Regions from separate parts of the Sus scrofa genome. Here regions 2 and 3 are each linked to region 1. Evidence: chromatin contacts called from public HiChIP or PLAC-seq data. All regions are on one chromosome and are shown on one strand. The core of a region is the stretch at or near the end of the contact, and the rest is flanking DNA. Distances in the headings are between cores, read along the strand shown. Region 1 holds the start of NKRF (NF-kappa-B-repressing factor). Region 2 holds the start of SLC25A43 (solute carrier family 25 member 43). Region 3 holds the start of SOWAHD (ankyrin repeat domain-containing protein SOWAHD).

Region 1 (5,025 bases), core at 1,647-4,146:
CAAAGATTTCCCTTCTTCTACTGTTTACAATCTGTTCCGAAAGGCAAAGGATGAACCTTGAACAACAAATTAACAGTTTTAGAATGGGCTGTGTCACCATGTTTTCCACAGTCCCCTTGGAAGAAAAGAAGAATCTTCTGTCACAGGCGAATAGACCAGAAAAAAAGAGCTCTGCCAACGTCGACATTAACAAGCACAGGAATACAGGTTTTACCCACCTGACGATGACATCTACCATAAAGCCTGCCTAAAGTGGAAGACCACGCAGGGTCTCTAACTTCCAAGATTCTTTATTGCCTCTTCTCTTTCTCCCATATCTAAGTTATCAGACAGAATGCAAACATTACTCTTCAGTTAGGCTATTGGGTAATGTAGCAATTCTTACACTGCTTGAATTGACTTAGCTACAATGTAACATGATGACCCCCCCACACACACACACACACAGCAGCCAGGGCTCCAATCCTGCTGTGGCTGTGGTGTAGGCCCACGGCTGCAGCTCCCATTTGACCCCTGGCCTGGGAACTTCCACATGCCATGGGTGCAGCCCTAAAAAGCAAAAAAAAAAAAAAAAGATTTTGTACATTACAAAGCTATATTCATCTCTTCACTTCACACATATTGATTGAGCAGCTATTATGAAGGAGACACTCTTCTGGGCCTTGAAGATAACAGTGTGAACAAGAAAGCAAAAACCCTTCCCCAAAGGAGCTTACATTCTAGTGGGAAGGTAAGATGAATCATTTACACAAAGGATGGTTAGTCTCCTCTCCCATGTAAGTTTCTTTTTAAGGATACGGATCTCCCATGGCCTTCTGTGATATTAAGGAGATCTCTGATTATAGGATAAAGATACCTCTTCAACTGCTAGAACAATATTGTTACGTGAAGGTCAATTAGTTTTATCTGACTGGATTAATTACTGAGACTTCCCCAGTTGTAACCAGTTCCTCCAGTGAAATAATCATTATCTCTGGAGGCAGAAGTTACACTAACCCAGAGAAGAAAGGAAAAAAAAAATCCATTTGCGCTATAAAAGCAAAACAAAGTATCTCACTGGATGCTATGTTCAACAATTAAGCATTAACAGTAGATAATTCTATTTTTCTGTATCTGTTGGTCATTCCTGGAACTGAATTGGCTGAATTTGATCTGGTCATTTCCCAGAATTTCTCATCCTTCCCAATAAAAAATTCACCTTGAGGCAAGAGTGTCAAAAAGAGAGAGAGCGAGAAGCCTCTCAGTCTATCAAAGGAATGATTAGTCTAGTATAGGGCTTATTTGGGGGTTCTGAAGGACAGTGGTCCAAGTAGTCTGTTTTTAAAAAAAATGCGTTGGAACCACACCGCAGCCTCCATTGAATGCTTTCAAAGAGGCCCGTTCAGAACACACTCCAGGTTCTAGGAAAGGGGAGGAAAACAAACACACGCACACCTAAAACCTCCCTCAGAGGCCAAATGTTAATCCTTCTGATCTCACTTAAGGTGAAAGGGGACGATCCATTTTTACAGTAGATATATCCATTTCTTTGTTTGCGTCCAGACACATTATGCGGAAATCTACAAGCAAGGCGGACCCTGCGGCTGAGACCTCATACAAACCGCCTCCCCAGGAGAAGACAGTAAAACCCAGCTGGGGAGCTGGTGGTGTTTAATTTAATGGGGATGGCAAGAGAGAATGATCAGGAGACTAGGATTAGAACTGCAGGGTCCCCCGCCTCTCTCCGCACAGACCCTCGAAACCCCGATTGTCCAATATTCTCTGCGGATACCGCATCCTTGGAAGGTCCTACGCAGGTTCGAGGTTCTGCTATTCGTCGTTTCCCACGCCCTCCAAAAGCACCATCACAATGACCACCTCTTAACAATCCCCTGCCAGGCGCCGCTTCATCTCCATCCCTGGTCCTGGAGGGGTGGCTCCCCAGATCCCTGCACCCTTCTGTTATGTCATCCCCTACTACCTCGCTCGGCCAACTTCCCCACCTCCCCACCAGGCCAACGTTGAGCCCTCTGGAGTCCGCCAGCACCTCCAACTCTCCAGTCTCTAAGCCCTCATCCAAACCCGGCCCTCGGCCCTATCCCGACCCCATCACCGATTCCGCCCCCACCCCCAGCCCGGTCCCTAACCCAACCCTCACGCCTTCCTCACCTGCAGCCCAGGAAAACGTGGTTGGTCCAGGCAGCGGAGAGAGCGAGGAGCTGGTCTAGGGCAGCCCCGGGATAGCTGTGCAGGTGCCGACAGATGAAGCTGCGCCGCAGAGCCCACTGCCAGTCACTTTCGTGGCTATAGCGCCACTGCTCCAGCACTGGCTCGGGCGGGGGCGGCGGGAGGGGCGGCAGCGGCGGCGGCGGGAGGGGGGGCAGCGGCGGCGGCGACAGGAAGTCGCCCCCCAACAGCAGACGTCCGCCAGCCATCTTCTCCGCCCCCAAGCAGGGACCCCAGGGATGAAGCCAACTCCGGACCAGGGGCGAATGGGGACTGGGGTCTGTGGGAGGGGCCGCGTGAAGAGGGGCGCGCCGAGGCGCGAAGACCAACTCTCAAGGGACTGGAGTGTGTGCGTGAGGGGCGACCGTCAAAAAGGAAAAGGCGAGCACAAGCTCACTTCCCGGCAACCCGGGAGCACGCCCGGTTCACTCCTCCAACTCGTGGAGGATCAGGAGGAGGGCGCCCGCCGCAGTCACACGCGCGCCAGGGAGGCCGAGCCAGGCTCCGCGCTCCGCACCTCCAGCGACCCGCAGGCTCACGCACTGCGCCGGGAAGGGGGGGAAAAAAAGACAGCAGCACGCTCTGCTCCCCCTCCTCTGAGCTCTAGCCTACCTACCCGCGTGCCGCCCCGCGGTTGTGAGGCCAGTGCGCCTGCGCCGCGGCTGTTCCCTAACTTCGAAATCCCGTCGCTGAATCTCGCGCGATGTATATTTTTTTCCACTTATGACGATTACCGGCCTTTGACGCACTATGGTTACAAGCGGTGGGCGGGGCTCCAGGAAGGGGCTTTGGGGGCGGTTCTCCGAGGTTCCGGGACGTTGTCCAGTTTAAGTCCCTGGAAGGCTCTCTCAGCTGATTGTTGGCGGCAGTGGCTCGCCTGACGCTTTTCCCTCGGTTTCAGAGCCTCCAAGACCACTGGGACCATGTGCTTTGGGAGGGACTTGGGTTGGAAATGGGTTTTACACTTTTTTTTTCCTAAAATGTCAGCTCCCCGTGGCGCTTTTTCTTCAGAGGATAGCTTGAAAAGCCCTGTGCGTCGTTCCTCATTGGCTTTGGATTTTATCGTGAAGTAATAGTAAAAAATTAAATACTTGCAAAGAAAATCATCCACAGCCACTTCTCAAGGCAAGCACTTTTATCGTCCATACTCTATCCCAATTGTTGAGAAATACAAACATCGTGTTAACACCGTTCTGATCACGATTTCAAATAATTCTGTATTAGCTGTATCACTTTAAAACGTGCAGAATATTACAAAATATGAAAGCTCCCCCCAAAAAAAGAGGGTTAAAACTGCACAGCAGCAGATGGCTCAATCACTGTAGGAAAATGTTATCACTCCCCGCGTGGTTCCGATCCAGCCCGATCCTTCAATCCCTGTCTGCCAATCTGTGCTATGAACTTAGTTAATCAATGAGTGTCTGTCACCGGGAATTTATACAGCACCCACTGTGTGCTCAATATAGTCAATACAAAGGAAAAAGAAACTGGGTTTTCTCCCATGTCCTGGAACTGGTTACAGAGTCGCTGGAGAGAAATAGTCCTGCATAGAACTTAAATGTCCCATGGTGGCAGGACCACTGGATGAGGTGGTTTTGACCCATTGTCCCCTTTAACTCTTTAAAGGCATATGTCTTATTGTGTGATACATCTTATGTGTAGGAATGTGTTGGACTGAGAAAAACAGAAGATTACAGCATTTTTCACACTGTCGCATAATGATTTATTTCCATGCCTGTCTCCCGTTACACAGGGACTATTTTGTCTTTGACTCTGTGGTAGGCATTCATGTTTATTGAAGTAATGACAGTCTTTGTACCATCAAGTCAAAGAATATGATACTAGAAAGGAAGCTTAGAGATAATAAATTCAAGTAATCATTGTGTGATTGTGAAAAATAAGGCCAGAGAGGTGTAGTGATAAGCTGGAGGCTGTAGAGATTTTTCATGGCAAAGCCGAGATCAAAATTTAGGTGACTTGACTCCTCATCCAGTGCTCCCCCAGACATTTGCCATTGCATTGCTCTGGGGTTTTTTTGGGGGGAGGGGGTGTTGTGCTTGTTCTTGTCTTAACAGCTTGGACCAAGTTTTGAACTTAAAAAAAAAATGACTCCTCCCCACCTCCCCTTGTCAGCTGCATAAGAACAAAGGACTCAGTTGTCTTTCTTTTAGCACCTACATCTGGCTCCTGTAGGAACTCCATAGATATTTGTTGAATTAAATGAATGATTGAATAAATGAAGGCTCTTCTTATTATCCCAAACTTGTGAAATTCATTTTCTTGGAGCCTACATTTTAAGCTGATTTGTTATTTTACAGTTAGATTAATTTCAGCCTAAGCAGCCAAACTTCATCAAAATCAGCATTGCAGTCAATACACATCTTCTTAGAAAAAGAGTTCAGAAAAAAAATGGGAGTTCCCGTAGTGGCTCGGTGGTTAATGAACCCAACTAGCATCCTTGAGGATGAGGGTTTGATCCCTGGCCTCCCTCAGTGGGTTAAGGATCCAGCGTTGCCATGAGCTGTTGTGTAGGTCGCAGACGCAGCTCAGATCCTGCGTTGCTGTGGCTGTGGGTGTGGCCTGCAGCTACAGCTCCGATTTGACCCTTAGCCTGGGAACCTCCATATGCCATGGGTGTGGCCCTGAAAAGATTAAAAAGAGAGAGAGAGGGAAAGAGAGAGAGAGAGAGAGAGAAAGAAAGAAAGAAAGAAAGAAAGAAGAAAGAAAGGAAAGAAAGAAAAAGAAAGAAAGAAAGAGAAAGAAAAATGACTTCCTTTCAGGTTGGATGAAAATTCTTCCATCATATAGGAATAAATAATT
Region 2 (5,025 bases), core at 1,715-4,214, 160 kb before region 1:
GGGCGCATAGTCAAAAGTCAATCTCCCTTCCACCTCTGTTCCCACCTCTACCAGTTTTCTTCCCTAGAGAAAATCTGATTATCAGGGTTTTAAAAATATCCTTCCAGGAGTTCCTGTCATGGCTCAGTGGTTAGTGAACCCGACTGGCATCCATGGGGATGCAGGTTCAATCCCAGACCTCACTCAGTAGTTTAAGGATCCGGTGTTGCCATGAGCTGTGGTGTAGGTTGCAGACACGGCTTGGATCCTGCATTGCTGTGGCTGTGACACAGGCTGGTAGCTGTAGCTCCAATTCGGCCCCTAGCCTGGGAACCTCCATATGCTGCGGGTGTGGCCCTAAAAAGACAAAAAAATAAAATAAAATAAAATAAAATAAAAATATCCGTCCAGAGGGATTATCTCTTTTTTGCTTAGAAGGAAAGAAAGCAGGGAGGGAAGAGGAAAATCCCCATAAATGAATATTTGTCTGGGTTTGAAAAAAAAAATATGAGGAAAGATGCACACACACACCCAGCTCTTAACAGTGGTTGCTCTAACGTTACCTCAGAGCATGCGCAGAAAGACTTAACTTTAATACACTTCCGTACTGTTTTCCTTGGTACAACAAGTATATTCCACTTTTGAAATTTATAAAATTCCATACGGTTAAATAATAAAATGAAAAATCGAAGAGCAGAGATCAATATTGGCATAAAATAGCAAGATAAATTAGACTCTGAGAAGCATCAGCAAGTTAAACTAAGGTAATGTACTGAGAGATGATTTCACTCAGTGAGAAGAGAAACAAAAAATGAGAATTGGAGAATGAAAAACTGTTAGCATCTCCCAAGGCCTGACTAGGGCAGGAGGCTGCCTATTGGCTTGAATCTGCCAGCCACCCTTTCTCCTCATGTTACCACATCACTTCCAATATTATTTTACTTACTGCCTATTCTTTTAAGTTATACATTTATTTTTAACACAGCACCCCAGTTTCACATCATGTGCCTTTTCCAAAGGTGGAGATCCTTGCTATGCCCTTCATAGACTTTTCAACAAGTGTGAAAAAGAGGCAGTGAAGTCAGCTTGAGTCTACAAGTCACAATCCAAATAGAGGGCACCCTCAGAGACCGATTTATGTTTAAGATCAACCTACATAATACTCCCAATGCTTAGCAGATGAACTAGACTCTGGCTGAGTAAAATATGAACACACCTTGTCATGTTAGCACATTACCACAAAAAGGCAGAAGGCAGTCAATAAAGACTTTGCTGTTACTCATTTTACTGTTCGACGTCCCTGTTGTGAGAAAGTATACATTTTTACGTTTGAGGTTAAAATAGATCATCAACTCACGATGTCTCCGGGCCCCCAGCTGTGAAGACTAAAATGGCTCTTCTTGCCTGTGGCTCACTGAACACCCTGTTTGTGAAGACAAAAAAGAACAGCAGTGCTAAAGAAAGGGGTATATCTGTTCCCAAGGTGGATGCAGTTGAAACTCTCACACAAACTGCCTTAAAACCAAACCAAACCCAAACAACCCCCTGGAGTTAGTCTCTATACAACGTGGTTATTACATCAACTGTTCCGTTCCAGGGCAGAGCTCCCTGAAGGAGCTTTAGGATCTAGTCCTGTTGTCCAAGACGGTTTTAGGACAGAACTGGCACCTGAAGGTTGCTTTTCCGTAGTCCCCAAATTCCAATTCAATCCCCCCTTAAAGTCCGGTGTCCTCTGATCTTCAGAATCATAAACCTGCTCTCTCCAACCTCCCACAGCCGTGAAATGAGCTCACAGCAAGATGGGAGAATTCACAAAACAAGAAAAATGAGCATCCCCAGTGTTGAGCGCAGAGCAAGGCTTCTGTAACTGGAAGTCCTCTCAATCTAGACCCCGCAATGCCTTTTAGAAAAGGTTCCTTTATCATCCCGTATGTTAGTAAACGCAGAAAATAACGACATACAAACCTAACAGCAACTGCGTATCTGGGATGTCTGATACTAACAGACTGTTGGACCGCCTTTTCATCATTATTATTGCTATGGCTCTTTTAAAAGAGAAAAGAGGGAGAAGTGCGGAATTTTTTTAACTCATCAAAATCCTTCTTGGACTCTGACCAAATCACTCCTAGCCCTTCTTTGCCTCTGTTGTCCTGTTGACTAACAGAACCCCTGAAAATGTCCCTGCTCAAGTTACACTCTGCTGTCACAGAGCAGGACTTGCAGTGTCACTGTTAGTAGATGTTGGCCTAGATTTGAACCCTGACTGCCTCTAGCAGCTGTGTGATCTAGAGCAAGTCCATCTCCCTGTCTTGGTTTCCTCTTCTGAAAAATATCTAACCATAGCCAACACATCTATAGTGCTTACCTGAATCACTGTTCATTTAATCCTCACCACAACCCCGAGAGGAAGAAGTTATACACAAGCAACTGAGGCACAGAGAGGTTGAGTAACTTCCCCAAGGTCATACAGCTGGTAAACTGCAGAGCCAAGTCCAGGTTCTAACCACCACACCTACAGCCTCTCCAGTTGAGGACACACCTACTAAGGGCTGTTTTGAGGATTAAGCGAGATAATATATGAAAAGCCTAATACATGTCGTGTCTTATATCACGTGTATGTTATAGGCTTTTTTCCCTTCTGCACTGGGAAATCTATAAGGCTTTTTCTTGGGGCAGAAAAAAAAGAGGTTGGAGGGAAGAGAGCAGAGGCGAGGGGAGGAAGAGGGCGAAGTGGAACGTGGACAGGGAGAAAGGGGGCAAACGAGGCAGGGGGTGGGGGCGCTGAATATTCTAGACCCAAGAAATCGAGAGGGCTGGGCCTGGAGAGAACGCGAAGACTCTCTCAACTGTAAACAGAAACCTGCCTGAGAGCAGACCTTAAACCGGTGCGGCCTCAGCCTCGGGCCAGCTCGGCCCAGGCGGGGACCTGCTTCCCGTCCGAGCCGCGGGTCCGCCCCACGCCGGGCGGGGCCTGGCCCGCCCCTTGCGCCTGGAGCCCGGGAGCCCGGGAGCCCGGGAGCCCCAGGCCCGAGCCACGCGATCGGCCGCCGCCCGGGGCTCGGGCCGGGGACGCGCGATGGCGACCTGGCGGCGGGACGGCCGGCTGACGGGCAGCCAACGGCTGCTGTGCGCGGGGCTGGCGGGGGCGCTGAGCCTCAGCCTCACCGCGCCGCTGGAGCTCGCCACCGTGCTGGCCCAGGTCGGCGTCGTGCGCGGCCGCGCCCGGGGGCCGTGGGCCGCAGGGCTGCGCGTGTGGCGGGCCGAGGGCCCCCGCGCGCTCTGGAAGGGGAACGCGGTGGCCTGCCTGCGCCTCTTCCCCTGCAGCGCCGTGCAGCTGGCCGCCTACCGCAAGTAAGAGCCCGGCTGGGGGGGGGAGGCGGGGGCGGGGCCCGGGCCCTGGAGGCCGCCGCCGCGGGGGTGGCGCGGGGGTTCCGCCGCCGGGGTCTCGCGGCCTTGCGCCACCCGGGCGCCGGGATCGGGGCTGGCGGTGCGCCGCAACCGGGTTCCGGGTCGCGTGGGAGCCCCTCCGGCCAGAAGGCGACCTCTCTGGCCCCCAAAGCGCAGTCCCCAAGTCGTTCACCTTCTCTTGCGGTTCCTGCCCCGCCAGGAGCGGTTTGGTGAGGGCGCAGCTCTGGCCCAGAGAGGCCGACTGGGTGGGAGGGGCGAGGAGGTGGAAAGGGGCCCATGGAGATTGGGGGGGAAGGAGTGAGGAGATCTCCGGATGGTTAGCTCCTAATCCATCCCACAGTCCACCCATTTGGACATGTTGCCTTGGCTGGCTCAGGAGAGTGACCCTTCTGAAGGTGCGTGTATGGAATTCTGTGTGACCAAAGCCCCCAGAAGAACGTACTTAGTATAAGGGGCAGAGAGCCCAATCCATGGCGACAAAAAAGCCACGGAGTCCTGCTCTCCTCCCAAGAAGCTTGCCTTTAGGGTCCAACAGAGGCTGCAGCTTCCCCTCCCCAAACTGCAGACAACCCATCCCTCGCTGCCCGCTGGCCTCCTTCTTTGGGCTTTTAACACCTTCTCCCGCAACAGCTGCCTCTTAGGAAAACATCTAAAGATGTAACACAACTGGATGAGTTTGTGTTTTTGTTGTTGTTTTGGTTTTTTCCTTTTTTAGGGCTACCCTCACGGCATATGTAAGTTCCCAGGCTAGGGCTCCTGGAACTGGAGCTACGGGACTACACCACAGCCACAGCAATGTTGGATCCGAGCCACGGCCGACCTACACCGCCACTCCAGGCAACACCGGATCCTTGACCCACTGAGCGAGGCCAGGGATGGAACCCACGTCCTCATGGACACCAGTGGGGTTCGTTACCCCTGAGCCACGACAGGAACTCCCTGGATGAGTCTTAAAGCTTCCTCAGACCTCAGAGATATTTGCATTTTTAACTGGAAACAAAGCCTTAAAGAATGAGGTGGTAGTGATGGACTTTCAGGTTGAGATGTTTCTGTGTTCCTCATCCGGTGGGCACCGTGCCAACCCCAAAGAATGGCCTGAGCTCAGAGAAACAGCCCACCGTCTTGACCAGGTGCAATGGCCTGGGAAGCTAAGCGTCAAAGGCTTTTGCCTTTGGCTCTGGGAGGCCAGAGCTGGATATCTCACCTGGCAGCTGACCAGCCCGATGGAATCTTCCTTATCTCTGAGTCCTCCAGGCCTGCCTTCACCTCTGCCTGGGAATAGAGTTGCCTGCTCTTCTTGGGGAAGGGAGGGTACTGAGATCCTGAGGCATTTCTATCAAGGCTCACGTTCCTGCTCAGCCCCCTTGCCCTCAGCAACATCTGGCCTGCAGTCTGTAAACAGTTCTCTGAGTTTTAACGACTTAATTTTCCCCCACTTACTCTATTTTCCACCGAGTAGGTTGGAAATCTTTCTTTGGAATGTGTGCCAAGGGGAGGGAGGCAGGACTTCAAAGGCTGGTTCAAGTACTGTGGCTTTGCTGCTAACCTTCTAGAATATATACAGTCATCCCTCGGTATGGGGGGGCAGGGGGTGGGGAGACTTGGTTCCAGGACACCGCCCCTCCCCCCACCAACACC
Region 3 (5,025 bases), core at 1,881-4,380, 130 kb after region 1:
TCACAGGCCTGCTGCCTGGGTCAGAGATAATTTGAAAATTTGAAAGCACTCTGAAAATCATAGGAGATTATTATTCCAAGCCTTACATACTACAGAAGCTAACGCCACTGGAATAAAGTAAGCAAACACTGTTCTGGTCACCGTCTTTGCTCGCTCTCCAGATTGTTCCCATTCTTTTCGATATGACACCTTGACCTTCTCACCACAGCCCCTGATGCTAGTTCCTCCTTCCTTGCACCTACTTAAGGGCCAAGGGTGAGCAGCCTGATCCTGGGTAGAAACCTGAATTCACATCAAGAAAGGGCCGGCAGTGTCTCTCTCCTCCCAGGTAGACATCTAGGCCACCTTTCTGGTTTTCTCAGTTGCTAGTTGGCTAGAGCGCCCTCGTGTGTCCCTACGTGGTAATGCCTGAGGTCTTTTCCAGGATGTGACATTTTCACTTGCAGTATCTATAAAAGGTGTAATGGAAATTTATTTTCCTTGTCACACCTCATGTCCCATGCGTGACACTTGGACTCCAGTTAAGTCATTGCAGCCCGAGTTTTAGGCAAGTTTTCTGCTTGCACTAAGGCCTAAATATGTCTTTCAGCTCCCTGCCCACATCTTTCTCCTCGTTTTGAAAAACCCTGGTCTCGTCGTTCACAGATGCTAACTTGGTCTTACCACCTTCTATTATTCCACGCTTACCCGGCTCCCAAAGTAAGATCACAGTTTTTTTCCAAAAAATACATCACACTTTACTGAAGAGTTCAAGTAGGGGAAAAAACAAATTCAAAATATAGAATAGTGGAGCTCCTGTTGTGACTCAGTATAAACGAATCTGACTAGCATCCATGAGGATGCACGTTCGACCCCTGGCCTCATGCAGTGTGTTAAGGATCCAGCGTTGCCGTGAGCTACGGTATAGGTCGCAGACAAGGCTCGGATCCCTCGTTGCTGTGGTGTAGGCCAGCAGCTGTAGCTCCGATTCGACCCCTAGCCAGGGAACCTCTATATGCCGCAGGTGAGGCCCTAAAAAAGACTATATATAGACACATATATGTATATAAAACTCCACTTTTCTATGTACATAAAAGTGGAGTTTGTGGCACAGCGAGTTAAGGATCCGGTGTTGTTGCAGCAGCGGTTTAGGGGTTGCTGCTGTGGCGTGGGTTCGATCCCTGGCCAAGAACTTCCACATGCTGTAGGCATGGCCCAAAAAATTAAAAATCAAAATACTAGAAAAGAATGTTTTCAGCATATGCTAACTATGATTCAGTCTATAGTCTAAGGAAAAGGCATTCAGAATGTTAAACTGTTCTCAGGGGTCTCCTCATAGAAAGCTCTGACACTTGGGAAGGGGCAGATGACAACCAGAGACAGTGATGTCTGGCAGTACGCCTGCAAGCGCGCACACACACTCAGGAACAGAGTTTACACACTCACAGCCACACACTCTTTCGTTCAGTGAGAAAGGAGTTCCTCTTCGTGGCTTTCTCGCTCCCTGAGAATCACGTGATGGGATCAGCACAGGTCTTTGGAGGACAGAAGACATATTTCATATCTGGAAGCCCCATCAGCAATGGTTATAGAAGCCTGAGGGACTTGACTTCCCCTCTTCCACGCATTCCCTTCATGCCTGATCTGCATGGATTTTTCTGAATCCATGAGCTCTGCTGGCAAACTCCACCGAGAGCCAAAGATACATATGCTTTTGGCTTCACCCCGGGAACATGTTCCTGAAAAGTTGCGTGCAAATTAAATTTTCGCAGATCAATTATAATTCCCCACTGCTTCCAATGAGTTTTCTGAACCACTCTCTCTCCTCATCAAGATTTATTTTCGGGAATTCCCATCTCGGCTCAGTGGAGACAAACCTGACTAGGATCCATGAGGACTCCGGTTCGATCCCTGGCCTCGCTCAGTGGGTTCAGGATCCAGTGTTGCTGTGAGCTGTGGTGTAGGTCAAAGAGGCGGCTCAGATCAGGTGCTGCTGTGGCTGTGGCATAGGCCGACGGCTGTAGCTCCAATTTGACCTCTAGCCTGAGACGTTCCATGTGCCACAAGTGCAGTCCTAAAAAGCAAAAAAGAAAAAGAAAAAAGAAAAAAAGATTTCCTTTCAACATTTCAGCTTGAAGTTTCTCTACCTCCTGCCATCCTCTCTGACCTCACCTGGAGAATGAAGAACCTGACCAAGGAAAGATTCCGTTCTCTTCTATGTTGAATAGTCCAGGACCTATAAACAAACAATACACTAGAGAGGCTGCCGTTGGGAAAAGGCCCCAGTACCACCATTCCAAATGCAAACCTTGCTTACACTCGACCTTTGGAGTGGCTGTTTCCAAGGGCTTGAGGGGTTTTTGCCCCAATCCCCTCCGGGGACAGGCATTTTCATTTTAGGAGGGTCGGTTCTACCCCTTTTGCTTTTTTTTTTTTTTCTTTTTTCTTTTTAGGGCTGCACCTGTAGCATATGGAGGTTCCCAGGCTAGGGATCTAATCAGAGCTACAGCTGCCGGCCTACGCCAGAGCCACAGCAATACCAGATCTGAGCCGCATCTGCGATCTACACCACAAGCTTGCAGCAAAGCTGGTTCCTTAACCCACTGTGCAAGGCCAGGGATTGAACCTGCATTCTCATGGCTACTAGTTGGGTTTTTAACCCGCTGAGCTACAGTGGGAACTCCTCCCATCAGCTTTTTTCTCCCTCCGCCCCACTCCCAGGTATCAAACTCCAGAGATCTGTTGACCTTTGACTGAAGAAAAACACACAACCTAAAAGTAGCAAGTTATGTTTTATTCAGGGACGTTACTGAGGATTATAGTGGGGAGACAGCCTCTAGAGAGCTCAGAGGAACAAACAGGTAGGGGAGGAGCCAGGATATATGGAGTGTTGGCAAGAGAAAAAAAAAAAACAATATATATTCGAACAGAGCATCAAACATTACTGCTAATCACAGAAAATAGACATCTCGTGTTAATGATTTCAGTGCTTTTCTCTGCATGAGAAAATGCCAGTCTGGGCTCATCAAAATTACTCCTTAGATATGCATCTAAACTATCTAGGGCCAGTATCCTGTTTCTCTCCGTCCTGAATTCCCCTCAGGGCGCACTGGGGTTGGGGGGCGGTGGCTGCAGTGGCTGATGGCTTGATGGCAGGCGACATTGGTTGTTCACTGGAATGGGAGGCAACATTCTTTGTCCACAGGCCCTCTCTACGGAAATAGAGATGGGTGCCTTGGCTCTGGGGAAAAGTGTATGCAACTGGTGACCTCTACAAAGCACTTGCTAAGTCAAGATGAAACGAGTTGCTAGGGAGGCACCATGACTTTGGTCTCTGGCAACAGTTAAGTGAAGGCACGTGCATCCTGGGTCTGTGGATCGAGCCAGGCGACTGCCTTTGTGGTCTTTGAACTGGAACCAGAGATATTATTAGTCCTGATAGGGACGGGAACTGCCTGCTTAGCGGCGAGGAAAATTAATAGTCCAAGTGTTCTTCCATCCTGTGTTCTCCATGCTGGCATTTTGATTAAAAAAAAAATATTGCGGCAGCTGTTCGCATATTCTGGAAGTGTGTGTGCATGTGTGTGGTTTGGTGTTTACAGATTTGGGGTTGCGGAGGGGAGTTTCCAGAGCAACGGAAGTAGCTGCTTGTCAGTCAGGGTTCATTTTGAAAATGAAAGCCCTAAAGCTTGGGGCCCACTCTGGGCCTGGGCCTGGTCTCTGAGGAGTCAGCAAAGGCCAGGAGGTGGCTTTGGCTAGTCAGCCCCAGGAAGCAACCCCTTGCTCACCTTTTGGTTTTTTTCTTTTACTAATTGACCGAGTCTATGAGTTGCTTTTGGTGTCCTGCACATTCAGTCTGAGGCAGGGATGCGGGAGTGGGGCATTGAGGAGGTTCTGGCCGCGGACACCTCCCCCAACCCGGGACACATACAATGTCCCCGTCCCCACCGCAGCCACTCATGCACACAATTACATTTCTCCAGGCTGCCACACCAGAACGAGGTAACACATCTACTAGGTGCTCAAGGGTCATATGACATAGTCATCAAAGAGTTCAGTTCAAATGACAGTTCAGAATCAATGGACAGAAATACAACACAAGGCAGTCTGGTCTGGGGGCCAAAGGAGGGACACAACCAGATGGTGAGGGATCCCGCTGGGCTGAGGTCATCAGAAGACGGTTACTGGAGAAGGTGGCCACTGAGGCCAACCTTGAAGGGCACAGGGAAGAACTTCACCAAATAGAAGCCATGAGGAAGGAGCCTCTAGGTAAAGGAGGGCACGATATGCTCAGGTTAGCACGAGTCCATCCATTTAGCTGGAATCTGGGGCTTGTGTGAGTGATTGTCAGTTGATAAGCTTGGCTTGAACGCCAGATCCTCTGTGCCAGAACAAAGGCTATGGTGTCACACAGACCTGTCTGCTACTTCCCCCTGGGTGACCTTGGGCGAGTGGCCTAACCTCTCTGCAAAGTGAGGATAGTAATGATACTTAGCTCTTGAGCTCCTTGGGAAGGTTACTAGAATGAACATGTATAAAGTACCTAGCACAGCATCTGGCACATTTAAAAAATGGTCGAAAAAGGGATTACAAATGTATAGGCTGTCTTGAAGGAAAGCTCCAGCTATTTGGGACTGATTCCTGATGTGTGAGGGTGAAGGGAGAAAAGCCTCTGGTAACTTCCATCATGATCGGACCCAGCGGGAGTGGGCCGACTTGGCCTGAGGCCCCCATTTCCCCTAGCCTAGAACAGTCTCCTGGCTTTCTGCCTCTACCCCTCCCATAATCATCTTCCTAAAGACCGCTGTAATCATGGCTGTTCCTCTCTGGCTCAAGAATCTTCTATGGCTCCCCTTTGTTCACTGACTGAACTCTAACATGGGGTGGGGGCGGGAAGCAAAGAACTACCATTTTATTGAGAGAAGCAAAGAGCAATGAGGAGGCCAATGTCAGGAATAAAAATAACCTCCTCTTTTAAAAGCCCTGCAACTCTGAATTCACAGAAGTCAGCAGGTCACTCAGGGAGAGAACGGGGTGCATCTCTGA

Evidence for each region. HiChIP or PLAC-seq counts read pairs in DNA pulled down with a chosen protein or histone mark.
Region 2: a contact with region 1 is called in an H3K27ac HiChIP or PLAC-seq map of alveolar macrophages. The contact joins the promoter of SLC25A43 here to the promoter of NKRF in region 1. A contact is called at or near these places in 1 of 5 promoter capture datasets (fetal liver) and 1 of 2 datasets of contacts at active chromatin or transcription factors (alveolar macrophages).
Region 3: an H3K27ac HiChIP or PLAC-seq map of alveolar macrophages shows a contact between it and region 1. The contact joins the promoter of SOWAHD here to the promoter of NKRF in region 1. A contact is called at or near these places in 1 of 5 promoter capture datasets (fetal skeletal muscle) and 2 of 2 datasets of contacts at active chromatin or transcription factors (alveolar macrophages and skeletal muscle).

The regions. Positions count from the first base shown.
Region 1 is chrX:98,022,527-98,027,551 of Sscrofa11.1, forward strand. It overlaps NKRF (NF-kappa-B-repressing factor), which reads right to left and starts at 2,897. Exons shown (of 3, transcript XM_001927183.6): 1 at 2,149-2,897. The coding sequence starts at 2,414.
Region 2 is chrX:97,865,840-97,870,864 of Sscrofa11.1, forward strand. SLC25A43 (solute carrier family 25 member 43) reads left to right here and starts at 2,965. Exons shown (of 5, transcript XM_001927589.4): 1 at 2,965-3,330. The coding sequence starts at 3,056. AKAP17B (A-kinase anchor protein 17B) reads right to left here. Exons shown (of 7, transcript XM_021080242.1): 1 at 3,560-5,025; 2 at 1,337-1,402.
Region 3 is chrX:98,151,307-98,156,331 of Sscrofa11.1, forward strand. It overlaps SOWAHD (ankyrin repeat domain-containing protein SOWAHD), which reads left to right and starts at 3,131. Exons shown (of 1, transcript XM_003135343.5): 1 at 3,131-5,025.